3 separate regions of the Danio rerio genome follow, and all the other regions are linked to region 3. A link is a contact called in public HiCAR-type data. All regions are on one chromosome and are shown on one strand. The core of a region is the stretch at or near the end of the contact, and the rest is flanking DNA. Distances in the headings are between cores, read along the strand shown. Region 1 has its middle 52 kb from the start of plekhh1. Region 2 has its middle 68 kb from the start of plekhh1. Region 3 has its middle 73 kb from the start of tmem229b.

The links. HiCAR-type assays count read pairs that join an accessible place to other places.
Region 1: a contact with region 3 is called in a HiCAR-type map of caudal fin, with 5 times the contacts expected there. The contact joins two enhancer-like sites.
Region 2: a HiCAR-type map of caudal fin shows a contact between it and region 3, with 4 times the contacts expected there. The contact joins two enhancer-like sites. A contact is called at or near these places in 1 of 18 Hi-C or Micro-C datasets (caudal fin) and 1 of 4 datasets of contacts at active chromatin or transcription factors (caudal fin).

What each region holds. Positions count from the first base shown.
Region 1 is chr17:39,745,850-39,750,149 of GRCz12tu, forward strand. No RefSeq gene overlaps it. Among named protein-coding and RNA genes, the nearest start is that of plekhh1, 52 kb to the right of the region's middle. Within about 2 kb of position 2,387, at least 9 of the 62 cell types and tissues checked have an H3K27ac peak or open chromatin away from gene starts, as enhancers often do. A contact at or near this core is called in caudal fin, where this site is marked.
Region 2 is chr17:39,730,151-39,734,956 of GRCz12tu, forward strand. No RefSeq gene overlaps it. Among named protein-coding and RNA genes, the nearest start is that of plekhh1, 68 kb to the right of the region's middle. Within about 2 kb of position 1,396, at least 11 of the 62 cell types and tissues checked have an H3K27ac peak or open chromatin away from gene starts, as enhancers often do. A contact at or near this core is called in caudal fin, where this site is marked.
Region 3 is chr17:39,562,778-39,567,513 of GRCz12tu, forward strand. No RefSeq gene overlaps it. Among named protein-coding and RNA genes, the nearest start is that of tmem229b, 73 kb to the left of the region's middle. Within about 2 kb of position 2,599, at least 16 of the 62 cell types and tissues checked have an H3K27ac peak or open chromatin away from gene starts, as enhancers often do. A contact at or near this core is called in caudal fin, where this site is marked.

The sequences.
Region 1 (4,300 bases), core at 1,137-3,636, 180 kb after region 3:
TGCTTAGGTTTGCCAAGCTGTAAATCAAAAGTCACTTATTCGAACATGAACATTTGAACATTTCTTACTATAATCATTAAATTGTGCTTTCCAAACTCCTTTTTTAGCTCTGTCGCTTTACTAAGACATGATCATGGACGCAAATTTGTAATTCGAATTATGTTCAGAGCTCCATAGTTTAAAATAGGAGTCACACTTTACAATAAGGTTCATTACTTAATTATAATTAATGCATTTACTAACATGAACAAACAATAAACCGTACAATTACTACTTTATTTGTTCATTTTAGTTAACTTTAGTTAATGAAAAACCAGTAGTTCATTGCTAGTTCATGTTAACTCATGGTGCATTAAGTAATGTTAACAAGCATGGACTTGGATGTTAATAATGCATTAGTAAATGTTCAATTATGATTAATAAATGCTGTACAAGTGTTGTTCATGATTAGTTCATGCTAGTAAATGCATTATCTAATGAACCTTATTGTAAAGTGTTACCAAAATAGGCTATAGTACAAGATAACACGCACAGCTGTCTAAATAAATAGGCTCTATAATACACGGTTGATCACTTACGCATATTAAAATATTATTTAAAAACTGTACTGAAGGGAAAAAAAGCACAAGAAAGAATGCCGGTTTAAAACAGAAACTTATTTTACATACATGCTTTAATTTTAATTATTTAAGATTTTTTAGTTACAAAGAAAATTAGAGTTAGTCTACCAGAGAAATTTTATGTTGGCGCGGGATCTGAGCAGTATTGATTTACCGGTGAGTGCAAGCGGAAGGTAACGGAGCATTTGCTTTGGGCAGTTAGCGACTGAGTGGTGAATGTGAATCTGAATGTGGTACTGTATATATATATATGGTAATCATTCATGTGTGAACTGTGGGACAAACATGTAAATGGCTTAAAATCCAAAATTTGGTGAAAAGAGTGAAATACTATTACAATTAAAACATGTAAGGAATTATATTTGAATATACAGCTGAAATGCCTAATGTAGGTGCTGTTCTAATGGAATAGCCATGTTAATAAAGGCTTTTAAAATAAACTTTTTACATTTTTTCGAGTGCCTTGGACATATAATTTAGCTGTTTATCTTTATTTATGTCTTACCCAAATAGCACAGACACATTATTTAGCCCTGCAGCACTTTTTGTTTGCTTTTGGATTTTCATTTTTGAAATACTTTGAATTGTAATTTATTAACTTGACAGAAAAGCAGAATATTCCAGTCATTATTCCAGATTTTTTGGTAAAGGATTAGTCAGAAATCATTTCAGCTTTCAACATTTTCTTATTATTGTCAGTGTTGCCAGTAATTGTTATATCAGTACATGAATAGTTTCAGCTGTGTGTGTGTGTTTGCAATCAGAGGAAAACCGGAACAGGTGTGAGTGTGTGGTGCATGACAGTATTAGTAGTTCCTTTCAGATATATAGTTCTCTAGCGATCTGTATCGAGTAGATTGAAGGTGATTGTGACAAGTACATTTTTAGGATTCTTTGATGAATAAAACAGCTTTTTTTTACACACAAATCTTTTGCAGCCACAAATTACTTTGTCAATTTTGACTAACATTTAACTATAATTAATTTTAAAGCATAAATATGAGCCATTCTAATGAAGAGTTCTGGAAGCTCCCATTTGAGAGTGTTTTGTGTTACTTTATGTAATTTTATTTCTAATTTTTATTTTTATTTTTTGCTTTATAATATTGTCAGGGTGACATAGTGGCTAGCACTGTCACCTCACAGCAAAAAGGTTGCTTGTTCGAGTCCTGGCTGGGTCAGTTGCATGTACTCCCCGTGTTGGCGTGAGTTTACCTCTAGGTGCTCCGGTTTCCTTTACAGTCTGAAGACATGCACCATAGATGAATTGAATAAACTAAATTGGCCATAGTGAATGAGTATGTGTAGACACTTCCCAGAACTGGGTTGAATATAGAGACTAAGCTGAAGAAATGATATGATATTGTTGTCAGTTATTAGTTAAATAATTCTTGAAACACATCCATGCATTTTTACAGTAAATGTCTGGCAACCACAGCCAATCAGGATCCTGGCTTACATGGAACAAAGATTAAGAGCTTTAGAGAAACATCCTCTGAGCAATGTAATATAATGTATTAGCATTAGAATAAATTGATGTAATGACATGAAATCTACATGAAATCCCTCTCCTTCCTTGTCCCGGCCAGGGGAATTCCCATAAATTTCACATTAGCAATGAACAGGAAGATTGTTAGTCTCTGAGGGACCGTACGAAGTGATGCCGAACACAAGATGCTTTGGTTTTGAATGCCAACGCTGAGCCCCCAGCCAAAGTGTACCTTCTTTTCACTCCTTTCTTTCCTTCTTTCTCTCCCTCCTTTCCTTTGGCGGGATTTGGGAGAGGCAGCTGCCCCTCTCTCCTCCAGTATCCCAATGCTTCAGTGAGTCTGTATAGAGCGCACACTGGGCATTGTTTGGCCCTCCTGGCTCTTCGCCAACACCTTGCCTGGCTTTTGGTAAGCTCCAACTCCCAACCTTTTCTTCTCTTTCTTTTCTTCTGTTTCTTTTCCTCCCCTTTTTGGCCTTGCTCCTCTCTTCTTTCTTCATTTTTTTAGTCCTTTCTTTTCAGTCGAGCTTTCTTCCCCGCAGTGTGGAGCTGGTGAATATTTATTGATGCTGCAGGTATTGTGAATGGATGAATGGACGGAGTACAGGAGAGGAGGGATGTGGGAGACTGTGAGAGAATTCTCAATGAACAATACGCTTCCCTTCAAGAATGGAGAAAACACAGTGAGCCACAGATTCGGCCTGCTAGTCCATGCTTGTCTCATTCAGACCCGCTCTCTATTAACAGCCTCTTTCCCCCCTCGTTTTGTCCATTATAAGCGTGATGAAATATGTTCGGGCTTATGTATCCTCAGGGCAACTCCACTGAATGAACTGCCAACAAGTGGATTTTTTTTCTTCCCCCCTTCACATCCTTGTTCGTCACTCAAGGGTACAATAGCTCAGCCTGCCACCCCAGGCCTTCTTATGGCGAAATCCCGTCTAATCGCTATCCTTTCCACTATGAATGAGTGAAAATGGTGCGTAGTTCCTTCTTCAACCCCCACGCTTCACACCTGAGGAAAACACAGGAGACTAATGGACCCACATTATCAGGTGTCACAGACAAGAGAGATATATTAGGTAACAAAGAAAAAAAAGCCCTTACACAACAGTATAGTGTAAAAACAAAGTTGCTCCATAAAGCATGCCCCTATAAGAGAGTCCTAAGACATCTGAGAAGAACTTGTTTGGTCGAAGGGTTGCTCTATCATAGGTTGACATTCAAGACCCCCGGTGTACTCTTTGTTCTTCTATGTTTTGGGGTAAAAAGATGTTTGAAATACCTTTGCGGCAGTTTATTAGATGACACTTAAGTATAGGGATAATTTCTCACTATCAACTAGTGGCTTAGTACCAGCCTTTTATTAAGATTAAGATTTAGGGGTTTATACTTGTACTGTAAATACATATTCTGCATGATCTTATTGTACATCCCTAATCCTGCCTAATACTGTAGTTAAACCTAACTATTACTTTATGAACTACTGGTAAGGAGCAAATTAAGAGTTTATTAAGGCAAACCATAGTTAATAATATATTAATAGCATGAATTGTACCTTTAAAAAAGTGTGAGCATTTATGGTTATCAATTTCTGAGAGTGGCATTTAGGCCCAATCCCAATTCTACCCCTTAGCCCTTGACCTTACCCCTACCCCTCGTTTTGCGTGTTCACGTAAAGGGGTAGGGATGTCCCAATTCTCTTTGGCTCGAAGGCATAGGGCTAGATAGCCCTTGAAACAGAGATTTTTCAGGACCACACTTGAAACCAGGGGGTACCAAAATTTCCCAAAAGACACCAGCTACAACAGCAGCATGGCTGCACATGGAAGTCAGGAGATGCGCAAATTAGTATTTCTTTGTCATTTTTACTATTTTTTTACAACAAACAAGCACATGAAAAAAAAATGCACAATTTTGCAAACATAATAACTCCTGTATAGTCATCCACCAACATTCTGACACTCGATGATACTCATATACATGTATGTCAGAGAAGTCTAGTGGCTGGGAATTACCTTTTTACAGTGTCAGGTATAATGTTAATGCTGTTTTTGTGTATTTACACAGATAAATACGGCCAGTATGTAAATGCACAGTATTGTTACAATCTTATTTGCAACATTATTGTTATAATAACATGGTATTGTTGCCTTCAGTGATTTCCTGATAGAAAAATAAATACAAAAAA
Region 2 (4,806 bases), core at 146-2,645, 170 kb after region 3:
CAGGTCTGTAAAGTCTAAGAAGGGAAGTATTAGTAGTATTAGTATTTTTTTTTTTTTTTTTTGGGTACAGGTAGTGTGATATTCAGGCAATTGCAAATTAGGAAGTGTAGTGGAGACTAAATAGTTGATTTTTTTTTTTTTTTTTAGTCAACTAGCTGAAGAAAATGCTGGGTTCAGATTTTTATTGGGGGCAACATGAATTCATTCATTTATTTTCCTTCAGCTTAGTCACTTATTTATCAGGGATTGCAACAGCGGAATGAACCGCCAAATATTATGTGTAATTTATATGTTTTACACAGAGAATGCCCTTTCAGCCACAACCCAGTACTGGGAAACACCCATACACTTTCACAATTAGACACACTCATACACTTCAGCCAATTTAGTTAATCTAATTCACCATAACAACATGACATCATATTGACGTTGTACCCCAACATCATGGGGACATTGGATTTTGTTTGGAAATGAAAATCAGGTTGACGTCAGAACCCAACTTTAGGCTGATGTCAATGTCCAACCTAAAATCAACCAAATATCAACATCTAATCATGTTACACCTTGACGTTGTGTGGACATTATCACCATGAATTCTATCAAACGTTGGATTTTGGTCACTTTCCAACACAACCTAAAATCAACCAAATATCAACATAATTTGAGGTCGTTTTTGGACGTCAAAATAAAGATGTCCTTAGACGCTGGCTAAACATTGAATTTTAGTTACCTGACGTCATGAGCTAAACCTAACCTAATATTAATGTTTTATGACGACGTGTGCCTGCTGGATTATTTCATCTTTACATACTTTACATAAAATTACATAAAATTTATATTTATATTTACATAAAATTTATGTTACTTTACATAAAAACCGAGTACACCCAGGTATAACTTGGAAGTGTTAAGTTGATTTAACTTGATGCAGGCGTAGTCAATTTTTAAAGTAGCCAACTAATTGCTTTTTTACAGTGTATTTTGACATGTTTTTCCACACAAGTGTTTTGTTTTGTTTTTTAAAAACATGTTGCTTTAAATCATTTCAAAATGGTGCATTTTTTAAAACATCTTCTACACAAGAAAAAAAATCCTCAACATGAGGGTCAATAACGGATGACGCATTTTTTGGTTTTGGGTGAAGTAACCCTTCGAGAGGTCTCTGATCGTAACTTTTAAAGACAATTCAAAGTTAGCAAAATCTCCTCTGCTTCTCATTGAGTGTTCTAGTCAATGTATTCCATCTGCCTGAGCTCTTTTACTCAAGGGAGTGTTGAAGTCGAACTTTTAGCAAAGCTTCTTGGCTTGCTGCCCTTGTTTGTACCAGGTCCAAACGTCTCTCTTCAGCGCCCTCCTCCCTTCTCCTCTCTGGCTCCTTTTATTTGTGTAATTTGTGGAAAAACCATAAACATTTGTGTATGATTTGTGGAAAGGGACTTAAGAGGGGACAGAGCGCAGGGCGAGAGGGAGAAAGTGAACGAGAGGCTGTCATCGTGAAGCTGTGCATGCGTGCTCACGACTATGAGGATGTAATGCATTTATGGAGGTTTCTAGGGGACGTTCGGGGGCCCATGAAGGTACCATGAGGCTCATAATAGCAGATGAAGAGGCTTCAGCTGTTAAGTGTGTGACAGTTTTATTTGGCTTTGTTACAAATCTGGGTCGAATCTCATTTGTGCTTTTTTAGTGGCAGTGCTGTTGTTTTTTGGTGACTCACTCATGTTCACTTGATGCTTTTGTGAGCTGTAATGACACACACATGAATCATCACATGATTCATATGAATCAAAATAATTCATGGTGAAAAGTAATTACATTCGGGCCTTTCAGTTGTCATTTGGAGTATATAGAAGTAGGTTTATAAGACTTTTGGCATTAACAACAAGACTTTTCAGACTCTCACTACAGTATTTAAAGGGATAGTTCACCTAAAAAATGTCATTATGTCTGCTCCCTAGTAGCAAATAATTCTGGCCCAGATTTGGCATAAAGCTGGCACAGCAGGCATTCATCCGGCACTGGCACACAGCATGTGGGCCAAACATGGCCCGGGTTTGGGGTGGCAGACAAGATTTGGGCCAGATGTAAAACGTAGTATTTGGCCCAGATTTTAAAAATTGACATGTGGGCCACATGAGTTTGGCCAGTCTTGACCCACATTTAAAATACATTGAAATAATTTTTAAATAAAGAAAATTCTACCAATCAGGTCACTTTGAGAAAAAGCATGCCCATAGTGTACCTAAAGCGCAACTATTTATGGGTTTATCAATTTCATTGCCATTGTGACACACCAACCTATCTGGCCCAGTTCAGGTCCTGTTATGAGTTATTAACTTGGCTTAGACTAGGCCCAGATATGGTCCATGTTTGGCCCTTGTTTGGAAAACAGATTTGGTCTAGTCCTGGGGTCCGTTCTTCATACGTGGAAAACTCAGTTAGCTGGATTTGGATGTTGATGATTTTACACGATCCAGGATCATTTCGTTCTTCAAAGCTGATCCAAGACTTGTTGTCATAGCAACAGTTCTGCTAGCTCAAACCTCATCGGAAGCAGGTTCAATTCATATAAACAGGATTAGATCGGGTCAGTTCATGCAAAGAAAATACTGAAAGTATGTACCAAATGCTGATATTTTCTTACAGTAGTAGTTATATACACTTGGGAAAATATTAACTATTTTTAACTATATATAAAGTTATATATTAATAAAACTTAGGCAATCTGCACTCCGAAATGAAAGTACAAAGACTGCCATCTGGTGGTGCAAAGAGAAAACTTATTGATATGAAGTTTTTAGGTCGCTTTAGTACAATTTCTGTATAATAGAAATGCACAATATGTAACTTTTTTAAAAGCAATAATACATATGCAGTCACAAACATGTTTTGACAGCTAATATTACAGTGATTTTATGCTTTACAAAAGTTGCAGACACCTTTACCAAAATCAAAATGCTTTTGTAAACATCCAGTTATTCTTTAAAAACGGCTACTATAATAAAGAAAATCTTTTCTAAATGTAGAACTTAATACATTGATTTGCATTGAAATACATGATAAATACACTTGACACATAAAAAGCCTGCAGCTCACAACAAATATGGAAAGTTATTGCGTATCATATTTAACAAACCGTTTAATGCTAATTTGATGTAATTTTGCTCACATGGATAATTGAATATTAATCAGATGATGTCATTACACTGCTGTGCAGTCAGCCAATCGTTGCATTGCTGATTATGATTTCGAGGATCGATAGATCTGTCCTTCACAACACACGCAGCGATCTCAGATCCGTTTATCCAGACATTATAATCTGATTCGCGAACTTGTTTGAAGAACCAAATTATCGAGAGATCAGTTATCGAGATGAAAAGATCCAGGATCTGCCAAATCATCTTAGATCATTTAAGCAAGGTACGAAGAACGGACCCCTGTACTGTAATTCACTGCGGCATGTAAACAAAGCAAAGCCTGATTGTTTGGGCCAGAGAAATGTTGCTTTGTAGGCTTTTACTTTTCTTTTGCTTGTCCCAAACTTGTTTCTTTCTTCTGTTGAAGAAAGTTGGAACCATTGACGTATTTGCTTTTATGGAAGTCAGTGGTTCAGTCAAGGTTATTATGCATTCGTTTTCTTTTTGGCTTAGTCCCTTTATTAATCTGGGGACGCCACAGCGGAATGAACCGCCAGGCAAGGTTATTATATTTAATGAAAATGAACGAAAAATATTTTACTGGAATTGAAAATACATTTATCATTAAATGAAATAAAAATTAAGTTATAATAGTTTAAAAAAAAACTAGAACTAACTGAAACTATATTGTGTTCATACAAAACTAACTGAACCTAACTAAAATTATAGCAAAAACGTCCTTCGTTTTCGTCTTTGTAATTGTATTTAATAAATAAGCTTTTAAAAAGTAAATGTATTTACTCTACGATGCCAGTTTTACGCCTGCCGTAGGGTAAATCGGAGTCTGTAATCCTGCTGCCATTGACCAGATCAAGCCAATTCTCCTCCAGTCAGTCCTTGTAGCTCCTGCGACAAAAACAATGACTGGACATGACAGCAGCACAGTGAAAGCATTAAATAAGTGTTAAAAATGTGCATCCTCTGATCTGTGCATCTAGTGAATGCATTACTTTTTGTTATCCACTGCATTGCACTGTTCATTCATTAAGTGAGAAAATCAGAGCATGCACATTTAGTCACAATACTGCTTTGTGTCAGTCTGTGCCAATACATTTTCATGAACAAAATTAACACTACAAGTAGTTCATTTTTAAAGCAAGAATAATTTGATGACAAATTAAAAGACAAGTTTGGATTTCACATACAGTGGTGTGAAAATTTTTCTCCATTTTAATGTTTTAGAATTAGATCATCATACTAATCTAAATATCAGTCAAATACAACACAACTAAGCGCATCATGCAGTTTTGAAAGTAAGGTTTTTTGTTATTGCGGGAAGAGCAGCATGTTGGCTCAGTTGTCACTTCACGGCAAGAAGGTCGCTGGTTCGAGTCCCAGCTAGGCCAAGTGGCATTTCTGTGTGGAGTTTGCATGTTCTCCCTGTGTTCACTTGAGTTTCCTCTGGATGCTCCAGTTTTCACCACAGTCCAAAGACATGTGCTTAAAGTGAATTGGATTGACTGAATTGTCCATAGTTAATGAGAGAGTGTTTGGGTCTTTCCCAGTGCTGGGTTGTGGCTGAAAGCACATCTGTCATGTAAAACATATGCCGGAATAGTTGGCAGTTTATTCCACTGTGGTGCCCTCTGATAAATACAGGAACTAAGCC
Region 3 (4,736 bases), core at 1,349-3,848:
ACATTATTATTATGTGTTTTAGTCTATATGTGTGCACAACTTGACAATCAAGGTAATAATGGTGGACTATGGTGCATTCCAAATGGCATATATTGTCCTCCAAAGGGCATTTTACTATGAAAACATTTATGGCCACCATGTTTAAAACAAGCCTCTTTAAAGTATCGGATTAGAAACGAGTGATGGAAATGCAAAGTTCTGAATAAAAATTCCTTAATTCACTAAACAAAAAAACCCAAAAAAGATTTAAGCTTGCTTGAGGTGGTTGTGCAAAATTGGGTTAATGCAAATAATAAGAGATGGATGCCTTTGCTATGTAAACTCACATAGTGAACATTACACTCGCATGACTAATCAGCTGTCTCCATTATAGCTGCCTTGTTTACTGTTGGTTACTAGGTTACCAATATTACAGTGAGCCACTCTAATGCTGTGTTCACACCAGATGTGGATAATGCATCAAGCGCAAGTGATTTACATGTTTAGTCAAAGACGCAAATAGACAACCTGCTTTGCATTTTGTACGAATAAGACGGTGCAAATGATGCATTTCGTGTGAGTCACTCGAGTTAGAAAATCTGAGCTTCATCGGACACTCGCGATGTGTTAACCAATCAGGAGCTTTCTCTTGTATCGCTCATGACTCATTGCTTGTTGTTGGTGACCCGAGGGGAAATCCTCTTGCCGATACCAGACATCAGTTCATCAAACTTGGCTTGGCTCTGTCTGAAGCAATGCTGAAAGCCTCCATCACCCAGGTATAGTTTCTGGAGTTGATGAACTCAGAGCTGGGTGCACCTCTGAAAGGATTTAATGGACTCAGACACGGCGCCGGACAAATCTACGCTGTTTTTCAGCCTTCCTAAACACATACATACAGCTATTCTCTCAATAAAATCCATGATAGCCATTAAGCAATGAAGCAAGAGTCACTGCCCATGACATGAATCAGCGTCTAAAGTGGATTCGATGCGTGAATGAAGCAAGTAAACTCAAAATGTTCACATGTCTTTTTACAAGCATCTGCATGATGTGAACACAGCATAAGAACTTGATGGAACTGCGCCGAATTCCCATTTATTTTCAAACTTTAAAAAGGTTTTCGTCACATTAGGATGAAAGCCCAGCTATTACACTAAAAAATGATTGGGTTACTTTAATTTAAATAAGTGGCTAAACTCATTGTTTTAAAAGCAAAGAGTTAGCCAGCATCAGGACATAGATGCACTGAGGTGTTTTTTTTTTTACCATGTCAGTGTTCAAGAATAGATTACATAAAAAAAAACACAAGTTATCTTGACAGCCTATACATCAGTCTAAAGCTTTAACACTTAACAGTGAGCTTGCTGTTTTTCAATGGGAAGCTTAAAAAGTATGTATTTGCTAAATTTGTGTAAATTGCACAGAACATGCTTATTAGAAATGGTGTGCATACTTATCATTGTAATAACAAGACACACTCATATTCATTGTTGTATATTACAGATTATTTTGAAAAATAAGAGTCCTTAGAACAACATCCCATATAGAACAATTAGGCCAACGACACAATAGTGTTGATTTATGGAAGGTAATTCATTTGTTTACATCACCAGTTCTTCCAGAGAACTGTTGTTTGTTTACTATTACTTACTCATGAAAATGGCGTTTTTGTAGTAAAAAGCAAAATGATGTCATAGCTTACAGTTACAAATAAAATGAGACCACAAACTAAATAAAAATTCAAGGTTATAGTTACTAAAATCTAAAATCTATGCTATTGACCCATGGACTTAATTTTTAGAATTATGCATAGTTTGTTTTTCTTAATAATTATAAGGCAAGGAGTTTACTCTCCTTTTTAAGAGGTCAACTAATTGCTTTTCGTGTGTACATATATATATATATATATATATATATATATATATATATATATATATATATATATATATATATATATATATATATATTGTATAAATAATATATATTGTATAAACAAACTTTAACCTGGTGAGCTGTTAATTATTAATAACAGTATGATTTGTGATTGAATCAATTTTTATATAAGTTGATTTTGCAAACTAGAGTCAACTGCAAAGAACAAGAGTTACCTAAATACTCATTTTTTTCTTTTCTAATAAAATCTTGCGATGTTAAACCTTCATCATGCTGAGAACGGTCAATTAATAGTTAATACTTTAACTAAAAATACTAATGGATCATACTTTGTTTCAACTTTGCTGAAATGTTATGGCGTAATTTGTCTGTGCATTTCTGATAGCTAAACTCATGATGATTTCTTAAAACGTTACAAACAGTCAAAATTAGGAAGTGAAACCTAAACTCCAAAAACAATTCTGCATGTGAATCATATGGTATGAGCACACATCCAGTCTGTTGAGTCTGTCAAGTATCATCGGGAATGTTTGTGTCTATGTGTGTGTGTGTGTGTCTGTGGGCGAGTGGGTGGTTTGGTTGTCTGGCTGAACATGGAAGTTGATCGCTCTGGTGGGGACCTCCAATCATTCCCCTGATATGGTGAAAAGTGCAGCGCTGCAGAAATGCATTCCAGCTCGGAGAGCGAGCGGCGCGGGTTCCACGACTATCAGATTCTCCTGCACGCCTGTGGCTTTGGCCCAGCGCAGCCGCAATGCTGGAGAGAGCGGTAAAGAGCAAACATCAGTCAGTCTTAAGTGGCCAGACCAGACACAAATGTGGGCTCTCGTTGAAAATGAACAGTTCTGCCAATGCCAAGATGAAAGCGGGTGATGAGCGAGAAGTCCAGTTCTAGCACTTCACTATGCTGGCGGCCTCACTGTGTGTGTGTGTGGCGTGGGTGTTTTTGTGGGACCTTTCTTCATGTCCATTCTCTTGTGCTGTCCAAACAGATGGATCAGCTTAAGTTAACCTCTGCTCACTCACTTTTCTGTGTGTGAGAAAAAAGAAAGGAATGACATAGTCCAAAAACATGAATAGTTTGATATGTTCTACTGATTTATTTAAAAAGTGTGGATGTAAATTGGTCTAATTTAACTTATTCTAAATATATTTGTAAGTATTAGTCATTTATTAGTAATGTATTCAGTGTTTGTTTACATTGTATACTTTTATTGTCACCCCTCTGTTCTTCAAAATTAAAAACCATGATCGGTTTATTTGTGAAGCATTTGCAACTCCTGCAAAGAAACACAATGGCAAGACCGATTTGGCATTTATGAATAATTTATGAATAACTATTCATTTAGAACAAATAGCTAGCACTTATGGACGAAGCACAGGGCTATTATTTATAACCCAAGGCTTAAAAGCTTGTAAAATGTACATACAGTATACAGTAGTTTGTAATAGTTTCTTATTGACATTTCTCAGATCACAAACAATTTAACTGGTGTAATTGGGGTTATTATAGTAACCTAAACAATTTTATATACACAATCTAACAAAAGTCTTGCCACCTATCCAAGTCTTAGGAACAACAAATAATAACTTGACTTCTAGTTGATCATTTGGTATCAGAAGTGGTTTATATGATAGGCAAAGGTCTCTAGATTACTCTTATTTTACCAAAATAAAACAGGATCATGCCTTGATTTTTATAATTTAATTAAGACACTAAGGTTTGATTTTGCTTAGACAAAAGTATTGTCACTTAACAGAAATAATATACAGTATAGAATATAAAATCATAATGCAGTGGGAAAATAATTAATATTGTGTATGACTCCTGTGAGCTTGGAGGACTGCAACCTCACATCTCTGCAATGACTCAAATAACTTATTAATAAACTCATCTGGAATGGCAAGGAAAGCATTCTTGCAGGACTCCCAGAGTTTATCAAGACTCTTTGGATTCATCTTCAATGCGTCCTCCTTCATCTTACCCTAGACATGCTCAATAATGTTTATGTCTGGTTACTAGGCTGGCCAATCCTGCCCAATCACCTTGACCTTCTTTGCTTTCATGCAGGAACTTTAATGTGGAGGCTGAAGTATGAGAAGGAGCGCTATCCTGCTGAAGAATTTGCCCTCTCCTGTGGTTTGTAATGTAATGGGCAGCACAAATGTCTTGATACCTCAGGCTGTTGATGTTGCCATCAACTCTGCAGATCTCTTGCTTGACCGCCTACTGAATGTAACCCCAAACCATGATTTTTCTTTTACCAAACTTGACTGATTTCTGTGAGAATCTTGGTAACATTCAGGTTCCAATAGGCCTTCTGCAGTGTTTGTGATGATTGGGATGCAGCTCAACAGATGATTCATCAAAAAAATCTACCTTCTGCTACTTTTCCGATTGATCAACTAGAAGTCAAGTTAATATCTGTTGCTCTTACAACTAGGATCGACGACAAGATTTTTGTCAGGTAGTGTATATATAATTTAAATAAATGCTTACAGCTTAATAAATAAATAAATCAATAAATAATACATAAAACATTTTTTATTTTGTTTTAGTTTCACTTAAAACATGAATAACTTAAGTTAAAGTTTAAAACATATAGACATAAAAAACAAATAAAAATGACAAAAACATAAAACAAAATTATATTGTATACAACATTTATGTTATAGAAAACAATAAATGTATTCACAAATATCTGGCCCAAATAAACTGAAGATGTAAGGTTACTCTATCCTGATTTTGTAGAAGCATAAAATAATATCTACTTGGTTTTAATCTGCAAGGTACTCTGCAAGGTAATTTCTAATTTAACAACCAGAAAGCTTTCTCTCACAGTCTTTTCTTCACACTAAGA